Linked DNA regions of Rattus norvegicus: region 2 is linked to region 1. A link is a contact called in public Hi-C data. All regions are on one chromosome and are shown on one strand. The core of a region is the stretch at or near the end of the contact, and the rest is flanking DNA. Distances in the headings are between cores, read along the strand shown.

Region 1 (6,075 bases), core at 1,285-3,784:
AGAAGCCTTATAAGTCAGACTCTCCAGGACTTGAAGCACACTGCCTGGTCACTTTCTGCTTGTCTGACCATCGTTAATTTATATACTAAGCCTGGAGACCTTCATCTTCTAAGTTGAAAACCCTATGTGGGTGGCATGCTGAGGGTGGAAGGAGACTGGGCACATAGAATGTCGATGTACGAAGAGTGTGATCAACATTTCCCAAATTTCCAAACTCCAAAGTTAAGATATATATTGATCAAAGCTTGCAATAAGCCAGGTGTGGTGGAGCACACCTTTAATCCCTGCACTCAGGAGGTAGAGGCAGGAGTTTGAGGCCAGCCCGGTCTACAAAGATGAGTTACAGGACTGGTCAGGGCTAAATAGAGAAACATTGCCTTGAAGAAAACAACAAAAACAAAATCCAAAACAACCAAATAGAAATAGTAATAGTATAAATATAAAATACAATAATTTAATTGCCTTGAGTCTTAAACAGCAAATTATGTGATCTTGCTGTATCCAAGGTTGCTTTTTTCTTTTCGTTTTCTTATTACGCATGTACACATCTGCATTAGGATCTCTCAATAGATTTCTGCCCAAGACTTACAATCAGATAGCTTTGGGGGAAGAGTGGACAGGGTGAGATCTAACCAATAATTGCAAGGTTTTGCTACCTCACTTTCTTCTTCTAAACCCTGGCCTGTTCCCTGTGGAGACTATTAGTTCAGGTACTATTTAATTTCCTTGCTTAAAGTCTGAGGACAGTGACAGCTAACATTTAGTGCCTCTAACAGTGACATACTATGCTAGAAGAATTGCAAACAGCATTTTGCTTCTTCTAACAAGAATGGCAGAGATTTGCATTCTTGTTCTTGTGATTGTTCCTGGGAAGCAGAGGCCGTCACTGCCACTTGCTCAAGTCATGGAGCTAATCGGTGGCCGCATATTGTAAGCAAGACCTCAATGAATTAATACAGTGAGTTTTGTTCTTTGACTAACGAGAATCTCAGGCACTAAAGGGCAAATAAACCAGTTTTTCTCAAATCTTAGTAATTTATTTAATTTCCTCTGGGGGATGGGTGATCTTTTGTTTTTTTTTTTTTTTTTAAACTAATTTAATATTGTTATCAACAGAAGGGAATGATATGGAGACGATGAAATTGAATGTACAAGGATGTTTCTTGTCTCTAAGTACTGAATTCTGTAGTTATTCCTAAAGTAGTCCAGCTTTCGGTGTATTTTGGAGAAGCCATACTAGCCATTTAAGGTCAAGCAAACAATTGGGCAACTCTTAACCACGTGCATTGCACAGGCTTCCATCTCTGAGCTTGCAGAATCTCGATATCTTTAGAGCCTTGCTCTACCCCTGCTATGCACACTCCTCCAGGAAGCTACTGGATAAACCTCTTGTAAGGATCTGCTAGCTGGCTGCATGCTCCAACCTGCACCCTAATTCTACCTACTCTCCTCCTATTCTTCTTCATGCACATTCTAATATGCTAGACATCAGACTCCTGGCCAGGTTTTAGGCTCCGTTCAGGGGAACAGGAGGGCGATAGGCGAACGGCGACGCGCACGGAGGCGCGCGGGCCGGGGCGGGGCCAGCGTGCAACGTCGGGGGCGGGCACAAACAAGTCTCCGCGCAGCTCGCCTTTGTTCTCTGCCATTGTGAGGCACTTCCTCCTCTGGCACTTCATTTCTGCACCCTGTGGGGAATTCGGAACTGGCTTTTGGGCTTTAGTTTGGGGTACGTGACGCTGTTCTGAGCCTGGCCTCTCCCTTGCTACCCTTCTTCCCCATGCTTGGCAGGAATGCCGAGTACAAAGAGCTACTTGCCCCCGACGGCTGCACCGCCGCTCTACCGGCTACTCCCGCAGGAGGCATCCTAACCCAGGACTGGGGACCGCACCTCCCGATCGGCCACCGCGGCAACCCGTTCCCTCGGATATGCACGGGGTCCGGGCGCCGTCGGCTCGGACGAGCCCTGCAGCTAGGGTCGGAGGCCAGCGCGCAACCCGAGCCCAGCCGCCTAGGAGTCCCGGGAGCCAGCGCAAGTGTCGCAGCAACCCTCCCTAGCGCTCGAGCTCCCCGGCCGGCTGGCGGACTCCTCTACCCCCTTATATAGCCCTCTAAAAATAGCTTGCCTTGTACCGCCTTGTAAGGCAGCAGGGAGATCCGCAGCGCGCCAATCGGCGGCTGCCGTCGGGGCCTGGCCCCGCCCCAGGGTCCGCTCCGAGTGCCGCATTGGTCCTCAGTGACTTCATGAGCCCCCTGTTTACCTTACATGGTCACACGCGGCCTCATGGACGTCCTCCTCCGAGATCCCACGGCTGCGCGCAAAGCAGGGCGGAGGGAGGGAGTTTGGGGAGGGGGAAGAGCAGGAGGAGGAGACAAGGGGGAGGGGGGGGACTACAAACTAGCGAGGATGGGGTTGGGGGTGGGGAGGGAAGGGAAGGGGTGGGGGGGCGAGAAGCGATCGCGAGAAAAAAAATGCAACCTCCCAAAATAAAGAGCAAAGATTGCATTAGGAGCGAACAGCGCTGCAGATATAGATGGCAGCTTCGTGTCAGTGAGTTTGCGTCCCCCTTCCTGATCCACGAGCTGGAGTGATTAGAGCCCTGGAAGGGAATTGTTACTCCCGTGAAGTCCCCTTTTCCTGGCAGTCATCTGCACTGTACACGCTGGATCCCTCTCTCCATCCACCCGACTCACTCGCTCCTCTCTCACCTCCTCTCTCCCTCTCTCCTGCATTGATTTTTTTTTCTCTCCTTTTTTTAGTTGACTGAAACAAAACAAAACAAAAGGGCCACTGGATGTCTGCCTTCTTGGGGGGTGAGCCAGACAGACTGACAAACAAACAGACCCAGCTGAGCTCGGGGGAGGGTTTCTCCTCCGGTTTTGCCCGGCAGCAGCAGCATGGACGTGTTGGCTAGTTATAGTATATTCCAGGAGCTACAACTTGTCCACGACACCGGCTACTTCTCAGCTTTGCCATCCCTGGAGGAGACCTGGCAGCAGGTGAATGATTTAAATTACTTGTGTAAATCGTGTGGCGGCGGCGGAGACGCAGGGGCTGCATTTGGTGTGGGCTTTGAGTTGAAAAACATTTTAATTCTTTTTTTCTTATTTATTTATTTTTTGGCTGTGTGTTGTTTAAAATGTTTTGTGAAACAATCATATGCGCTTACCTCTCCACCCACCCCTAACCCCTTAGTGTGCTGAGCTGAGCTGGTCCTAGCTGCCTGCGTTTCTGTCACCAACACACATCCTTGCGCACACGTTGTCGGCTCGCTGTCCCCCGGCAAGAGAATTGCTGGCGAACTTCTGGGGTTTGGAGGAGCCGGGTGGGAAGGTGGTCGAGCAATGGTTGACAGGATACCACGTTCCTAGATGCAGGAGTTCTGGTCTTAGTACTTAAATCAGCTTTATCTATTTCAACTGGTCCTGAGGACCGTCAAGGGGGGTTGGGTGAGGGTGGCATGGAGTGTTTTTTCCCAGTGATTTAGCGAGTGTCAATTCAGAACAGGAGCTTGATTTTTAGATTATACAAGGTGAGCTGTAGGAAGAGAAGCCAGGTGACAAAAGACGCTTAAGGATATGTACAAGGAAGACGAGATGTATCTCTCTTAGGCTGACAATGCATTGTACATTTCCCCAGCTAATGCCTCCAGAAGGAGCAGCCTCTACTGTGTCCTTGTGTCTTGTTTATTTGTTTGGGGTGTCTCTCAGGTTAGCACCACCTTGGACAAAGGGTGGTGTGTGCTTCTGTGCTTCCCTACTTTGTCTTAGAGGACTAGTTTAGAAAACTCCTAGGATGCTAAAGGGTACCGGTGCCAAGTTCGCTTGGCATCTCAGGGACGTTGAAGCCTGACTGGGGGACAAGTTCACTGGGCTTTGTGAAGTGGAATAAAGAAAGTGCTGGTCAGTGGAAAGTGCTGGGTCTGCTGCGGAAACAGTGGTTTTTCCAGCAGCGATTAGGAGGTGCTGAGGGGACATTCTGCAGGAAAGATGGTGGTGGATGGGGGCGGGGCGGTTGGGGATAGGGGACACCATGGGTGTTTAAAAACTCTACAGTGTGCACCGTGGAAAGTCCAGAAAGACAGTCTGGATTTGCACGGTTCGGAGTGTGAATTTGTACAGTCCATCCTGGAGGAGGAAAAAAAAAACCCAAAAACCCTTGCCCTTGGGGAGGGCCCTGCGATCCTTGGTGTGTGGCTGCTCTTGTAACTTCTCTGCTCCGTGACAGCAGCTTGTTAAGGCTAATGAACGGCTGAGTTTCCTCTGCCAGGATCCAAAGCAGGATTTGCCAGCTTGAGGCTGGGATGTAACAGTTGCTGCTTTAGGAAGCGGTGTTGAGCTCATGGTATAGGAAGCCAGTGGTAAAACGCTCACTCTTCACACTGTGCCGTTGTTACTAGTTGTTGCCTGGCTGGAGGCTGCGGAGTTTTCCTCCAGGTATCGGCTGCCTGTGTCTGTGTGTCGTCTGTGTGTCTGTGTAGGGCATGGATTCCAGTTGGAAGGCTGGGAGATGCTGTCCCTTACTAAACACACAGACAGAGTACTCACATCGATTCTTTAATACATCCTTCCCTATCGTCCTTAACAAGAGCATGTCTCATGTGGGATCTCCCCACATCCTTTCTTCCTTTTTATTTTGATATGAAGTAAGCCAAAATGTTGCCAGAATCTCATTTTCTAAAGCAGCCTTCTCACCCTGTCAGCCCACTGGTGTGGAATCAGTTGCATATTAACTACAGTCTAGACTGGTTAGGGAAGGGAATCTGTTGATTTAGTCAGCCTGCCCGAGGCAGCCCTTGTTTGTGACTAACTGTTAAGCAGTGTTGGAGGGAAGAAAGTTGGCTTTATTTGTTACAACGTTCCCTCCAGATGAATCACACAACTTTGTTTTGGTTCAAGTTTTCAGGGTAGTAAAACCTGCTCCTGGGGTTGGGGGTGGGGGGGCTTCTTTAGAGGAAACCTGCTTTTCTAGATGGGCCTAGAGGATCCAGAAGGCACAGCTTCAAGGAAACATCACTGGCTTGACAATTAGGGGTTGTATTAGATCTATTGTTTCCCCAGAAGCCAGCTCTGCTCTTCCTCTCCTCCTCCCCCTTGTAGAAACCTCTAGCTTAGTTGTTTTTTTTTTTTTTTTTTCATCGCCAGGCAAAGGAATTCTCACTTCCACCCTCTTTCTTATTTCTTGTCTCAACCGTCTCCAACTGCCATCTTCTCTCATCTTAAAACCCCTCCCCAAGTCCACATGGAAACATGACTTGCGGGCAAGCACTTCTAAACAAGGTAGTATGGCCAGGAGCTGTCTGCTCAGGACTGTTCACAGCTGCTCGTGTAAAGGTGACCAGGACCCTGAGTTCCTGCTGATGACAAAACCTTTAGCCTTATCTCTTCCTGCCTCCCCATCCCCACACTAGCCCCCCTTGCTTCTGACTCTAAGGGGTAGTGGTGGTTTTATGCAACTGCTAGTTCAAAATTAACCAGATGGTGAAATTCTGAGACTCCTTTGCTCAAAACAGCTCAAGAAGGTTTCTACAAAAACCCCAGGCAGGAGGAAGTTTCCGATGCTCTTGGGGTAATCATATTTTAGAGGTCAAATGAGGAATCATTATTAGATGTTTTTCTTAAAGTGAGCAATATACTCGGGGAGATGCACACGGCGGGGTGGGGGTGGGGTGCATATCCTGATAATCTAATTTGGTTTCTAGAGAATGGCTCTGAATGATAAGCCCAAGAACATCTGTGCATTGGGAAATTGAGGAGGGACTGTGCGTAGACGTCGCTTCAAACTTAGGCTGTGGGATACTTTGCTATGTGAGCCCATGACAAAGACAGCGATGGAGACAGTGCTTCCTTGTGTCACTTTAACGTGAATTCTTGGGCAGGGCTACTCAACCGGGATTCCAACTCCAAGAATGGCTGGTGTAATTAAAAACCCAGATGGGCATCCCAGAGCCTCAGCTCTCCAGCTCTGAACTCTAACTGCATTCTCAAGCCTTCGGCCCAAGTAATGTCATCTCTGCGTGTCATGTAACTGTAAATTACGCCGTGTTTATGCGCTTATGTGGTCCCTTATTTATG
Region 2 (6,075 bases), core at 1,220-3,719, 300 kb before region 1:
CTTTTGTTTTCTTTGTGATTTTCCAGAGCTCCTCTCTTTGGAGCATTTTTCCCCATGTTTCAACTCTCTCCTTCACCAGCGCACACAGACAGCTTCCAGGTTAACCCTGAAACCCGGTTGCACAAAGATTCTGCCACAGTTATGGAAGTCTAGCGTAGCCACTCCCTGGCTGAGAGAGGTCCACAGGTCAGTGGGGTGTGCATAGGTTCCTGTCAGACTCCCCACTTACAGCTTACAGCTTTGTCCTTCGCCAACTGTGTAGCAAGGGTACATGTTCTGCCTGACTAGTAAGGTTGGTAGAATGCTACATACAGGGGCTGATGCGATGATCATTTGAGTGACTGAAAAGTGTGTAGGACGAGTTTAACACACAGGAAATACTGTAGACGTTACCTACTGTAACAGAATACTTTCCAGTAGTTGAGAAGTGCAGGCTAGCTTTCTACACGCATGCTTTCAAGAATGCATCCATTTTCACTGTCTTCTCTCTCTGCCACCCTTCTTTAAAAACGTCTTTTGCCTGTGTCTGCCTTGACCTCTTTCTCTGCTCCAGAGATGATCCCACAGGGGACCATCACAGCCCAGATGTCTTTGGTGGCTGGGAGAAAGCCCTATAGCTGAATACCGTTAAGCACTGGGAAGGGCTTCTTAGCTGGGTGCCTATCAGAATGATGGTAATTTCAGCTGTCACTATGTCTCCCTGTGGACTCTCCTTGGGACTCTTGACTCTGCCCTGTAGTGATTTGAAATGGATTTTATTAAGCTCTCATTATTCGTCCCCCGCCTTGGTATCTGAACCGCATGAGAGTTAGTGCCTGCCTGGTGATCTGCTCAGGCCTTTTCACATGCCCAGCTCCCTCTCTCTCTCGTGCACGAAATCCAAAGTGAGGTCCAGGGTTCAGAGGCCCAGCTCAGCTTGTGAATTAATGGAGTGGTGGGCTACCTTTGTGTCCGTTTCTTAAATGTTTTCCTCAAGCAGAATTATAAATAGGCTGTTTTCTGACCCATGGGTCAAAAAGTGAATAATCAGGCAAATGATTTTGATTCTAACATCTATTATGAACATAACACATTAATAATGAATGTCAAGAATTCGGTTCAGAGGTGGTAAAGGCAAAGGCACCTTGTGTCTCTCTTTGTCCACTTACCGTCTTGTTCAACGCCTTTTTTCTATCTGGAGTGGCAATAGGACTTTTCAAAGTCTTCCTGGATGGTGGGATTGCTCAGTGGGTAAGGACATCAGGTTACTAAGAACCCACTTGATGGAGGGAGAAAACCGACTCCTGCAAGTGATCTTAGACCTTCACATGTGCTGTGGCACATGTACATATGTGTACACACACACACACACACACACACACACACACACACACACACAATATGTAAAAAAAATGAAAAGAAAGCTGCAAACAGAAAGGAGATATCCACACTCATAAACAAACCTAAGAGTGTCCGTAACAGCCTGCCTTTGACTGAACGGAGGGGTGTAAGGAGGCGAGGGTCAGCTTTTGGGTCTCAATTAAATTCCTGCTTCTGTTCTACTTTAACAAGACTGGGAAGTTGAGTGTCCACATCTCTCGAGAATGTTTTCTGCTCTGAATCCCTGGGGAGTGGTGTGCTGCAGACGTCGTTTCATTTTATCCCAGCAAACTGTCTCATCCCCTCCTCTTCCTGAGGACAGAGATCTGTAAATGGGAACAAACCAGCTCTTCACTCTTCCCTGATAGGTCTCCGCCTTTCACAGAGTTCAGATGAGAAGGTTTTAAGAGGAACCGACCTCCTTGGATAGCAGTAGCTGCTATGAGGACTCTGACATTTTTGTAAAGTGCCAAATCGCCATATGGATTAAACCTACCGTCTCTTCCCGCTGTGGGTTGGCTCATAAAGGACCAGCCGCTGAGCCGCCCTCAGCCAGGCGCCAAGAGGCAGAATTCCCCCACGATGAGGGCAGTTTGGGAGCTTAAGTGAGACATGGCTCCTTGGAAAGCCAGGCCAGTTTCTTGTGATGGAGGCTGGAGGAGAATGGCACTGGACTTGATGAAAAGAACAAGGAGATGAGGTCACTGCTACTGCTCCACCTACTGGCTTAGCAGACTTGAGACATCCACATTTTCCGTTTCCTTGGGACCCTACCACTCACCACTGCAGGCAGACCAGACAACAGCATGAGGAGATTCCATTGGCTTTTGGCACCTGAGATGTCCAAATTGACATCCCCATTGAGGGGTCTTCATGATACTCATGAACTCAGGCTATCCTGGGTGTTCGTTTAAAGTTCCTCAGTCTCACATGCTCCTCACATGTACTGATTTGAACACTTTAATGGTAAACTCAGTTACCAGTAATGTGTTGGTGTCACATTAAGGAAAGGGATTAAGAAACACTTCCCTTTGGCACAGTTTAATCAAGAGTGAGCCTGGACTTGAATTCTCTATTTCTCTGACCCCTGTCTTCCAAAGGATGTAAGGCTGTAAGGATGATGGGAGACATACTGCTGTTCGGGAGGTCGCTGATGAACGCCCGGGCTGTGCTCAACTTTAAACTGAAAAAGAAGGACAAGCAAGACTTTGGGGAGGAATTGAGGGAACCCAGCACAGGAAACAACAGCCGGGAATTCTTAGTGAGCCTAAGGAACTTCCGGGTCTTCATCGCGCTGTGGAATGGATTCATGATTCTCTGCACGATCGAACTGTTCAGCTCTTGAGCCCCGCATGGAACCCAGAGCTTGCCTGCGGGACATCCACGGCTTCGTTTCTGTTTCTGTTGACTTCAAGAATGCTTCTCACCGGAAGACCAAGGAGCTGCCCTGAAGGCTTGAGCTCATTTAGGTAGAGAACGTCCATCACCCAGCCACCCAACCCCTCCTTCGCCCTAGTTCCGCCTGTACTTTGCAGTTTCGGGAAGTCCTGTAAGACACAGTGACACAGTTGGGCTTTGTTAGGACAAAGACACACCTAGATCTTCTCCATGTGGCCATTCCGTCTTTGCCCAGCTTCTCCAGAAACCTGACACGGGCTATTTCTTGGTTGACTTGCTCCTGATTGTTTTGATTTGATTTGTTTCTTCCCGATTACCGTATGAGTCTGAATTCGACTCCTAAACACTGCCTTTTGAGTCTGTCTGTCCTTATTTGTGTCTGTGAGTCCCTCACAATGGGCTTTGCTTCCGGGCATCACATGGGGGAAGGAATGCGGGATACTTTACAGAAATCTTGAACTCTAACTGACCCTGCACTGACCCGGATAACAAACAAACCAGTGCCACCAAGCCACATCCATATGTTACAGCATCCAGCATTTATGGTGACTAATCATTTTTATAAGACCACTTTCAGCCCTTTTGCTGTTCCTAGCATTTATTACCATAACATACAGACGGATGTGCATTATTTGCCGGGTCAGGGGCACGGCAGAGCACACGATTTCAGATGCAGTTATGCATTAGTTTAACTTGGAAAAGTTAATTACATGGCAAACCCAGGGCAGGTCAGGTTGATTGCTATATTCTCATCTTAAAGGCAGGTTAAACAACACAGGATGAGTACACAGTAGGATGGCGGTCTTAAGTGGCCTCAGGAAATATTAACCATTCTCGCTATGAGGTCCAGCAAAGTTCTAGTCTCTCTTAGAGCGTAAGAGATATTTTCATAATGGCGCACTGTCCTGCGTGGATTTTCCTCTATGTAACATCAAGGAGAGATGCATTGCTTATTTTAGTAGCACTCACTGGTTCCCTCTGCCAAGGGCCCATCTAGGATGCTCAGAGACATTCCAAGCACCTGGTAGGTACCTCTCTTACAGTGACAGGGGAAAACAGTCATGTATAGAGATGGTTAACGTCCCTGGGAGCAGTAGTGTCACCACCTGAGAACCAATGTCCACAGTAGTCTTCAGTTGAGGAGGACAGTGGCAGCTTCTCTACAAAGAGCTGGATGACTAGAGTTGTCAGGGCTGAGACATCCCACATCACCAATGAGACACCGTGGGCACAGTTTCCACACAGTGGGTTTGCAAGACAAGGGGGGTTGGGGGAATTGGAGTTTTTTCTCATCATGCTTGGATCTAAGGAAACTTTGATTAAATGAACACTAGGAAAAGAGGACACAGAACAGATCCCTGGTGACTGGCGTAATGTGTGTGTGTGTGTGTGTGTGTGTGTGTGTGTGTGTGTGTGCGTGCGCGCGCATGTGTGTGTATACAGTGTGTGTGTGTATATATATATAACATGTAATGTGTAATGTGTAATATATAAGATGATATATGATATGCACATAAATATATACTAAAATACACATATTATGTATATAATATATATTTAATTTTTGTATTTCAAACCATACTGGAGGAAAGACATCTTTTTCTACATATGTCACTTAAGTTTGTGGCCAAGGTTCCTATAACAAGATTAACAAGAATAAAGTGTAGACTACATAATACAGGTTATATGTGATCCAAGAGTTTTTGTGAGAAAAATAAGATTCTCCCCATCCCAAGAAAGGGGAAGGACTGAACATTTTTCCCTCTAGTTTTGATGACAGCTGAGGAGCAGTAGAGAAAACACAGCTGGTGGACCTAGTGGAGGTGAACAGAGTGGTGTTAGGGGGGGTGGGGATTGTGACAAACCATGGAGGGAAACTTTCACCTCAGTGCCCATCATTCAGTTCCAGCATAAAAATGAGTCTAATCCTAAATCTTAAAATTTTAATGAGAGACCCCAAATTAGAATTTTTATTTAAAATATTTTAATTTAACAGGAAAAGAACAGTGTAGGCCTGTGGGAATCTGGCTTAGCTGCACTTGATTATCATGTATGAGGCCTTGGTGTAACCCAGCACCACAGGAAGCTATCTAAGGTAAGATAGATATAGGGGAACATGATTATAATCCCAGCTTCTGGGGGGAGAGAGAGAAGGACTGAAAGGTGCTTGAGGGCAGCCTGGGCCATAACGAGTTATAGACCGCAGTGCCTCAGGAACAATAGATGGATGGGTGGGTGGGTGGGTGGGTGGGTGGATGGATGGATGGATGGATGGATAGATAGATAGATAGATTGATTCTGGGGCTATGACTCAGTGGTAGATGGAGTAGATTGTTTCCTAGCATATGCAAGGCTTTTCCTCCTCCCCGCAGAAGCAACACCACCCTTCAAACAATAACAACAGCAACGACAGCAACAACAACCAAAACCAAACCAACCAACCAACAAAAGTAACACAAAATCACCACCACAGGAAGAAGAAAGAAAGAAAGAGATAAGGAAGAAAAGGAGAAATGAACAGAATAGATTGGGGAGGGGTGGGATTTTAACAGCCTGTTCATGCAGATTCCTTTTTCTGCCCAGAATTACCCTTGTTTCCAGGCACAGAGTGTACACCTCTTCCAAGATGCTCTCATGGCCTCTCCTGAACTCCAAATCAAACATATATGATTCTAAGTATAAAAACAGAAATTTAGAATTGACTGCTGTAGCAGCTAGCAATTATTCAACCTGTGAAGGTCAGCATGTAAAAGGTTCACTTTCTGTTCTACCAGTGTCTGTCTTTTTCAAAATCATTTTCTGTTAGCATTTTTGCTATGCAGCTAAGATGGGTTCACCATAGGGAAGGTTTGAAGAAAGTATATAGGGTCAAATAGAAGAATCACCCTGAATCCTGTTGTTCCGGTGTAACTTGTGGTGGTTGGAATGAGAATGGCTCCTACATTCTATTTGAAAGTGTGGTCTACAGTTAGTGGAACTGTTTGGGAAGGATTAGGGAGTGTGGCTTTGTTGGAGGAGAGGTGTTACTGGTGGTGGGCTCTGAGGTTTCAAAAGTGGTTCTCTGCCTGCCGTCTATGGGTCAGGATGTAAAGCTCTCAGCTACATCTCCAGCCTCACGGCTCTCTTCTCACCATAAGGATCATGGACTAACCCTCTAAAACTGTAAACAAGCCTCCAATTAAATGCGCTCTTTTATACGGGCTGCCTTGGTCACGGCGTCCCTTCACAACAGTAGAACCGTGACTAAGGTACTGCCACTACTGATATTTTATTACGTGTTTTCCAAATAGGCACATAACAGCCGCCACTGCAGTTCCC

Evidence for each region. A called contact is a pair of places that touch in the nucleus more often than the background predicts.
Region 2: a Hi-C map of the A7r5 cell line shows a contact between it and region 1, with 4 times the contacts expected there. The contact joins the promoter of LOC103690545 here to the promoter of Klf7 in region 1. A contact is called at or near these places in 6 of 12 Hi-C or Micro-C datasets (the A7r5 cell line, the Rat2 cell line, Schwann cells and 3 more) and 1 of 1 datasets of contacts at active chromatin or transcription factors (oligodendrocytes).

The regions. Positions count from the first base shown.
Region 1 is chr9:73,016,515-73,022,589 of GRCr8, reverse strand. Klf7 (KLF transcription factor 7) reads left to right here and starts at 2,534. Exons shown (of 4, transcript NM_001399681.1): 1 at 2,534-3,000. The coding sequence starts at 2,899. It overlaps LOC103690543 (a long non-coding RNA gene), which reads right to left and starts at 2,428. Exons shown (of 2, transcript XR_010054801.1): 1 at 2,262-2,428.
Region 2 is chr9:73,317,035-73,323,109 of GRCr8, reverse strand. LOC103690545 (small integral membrane protein 7-like) reads left to right here and starts at 2,469. Exons shown (of 1, transcript XM_039084969.2): 1 at 2,469-3,104. The coding sequence starts at 2,477. The coding sequence ends at 2,704.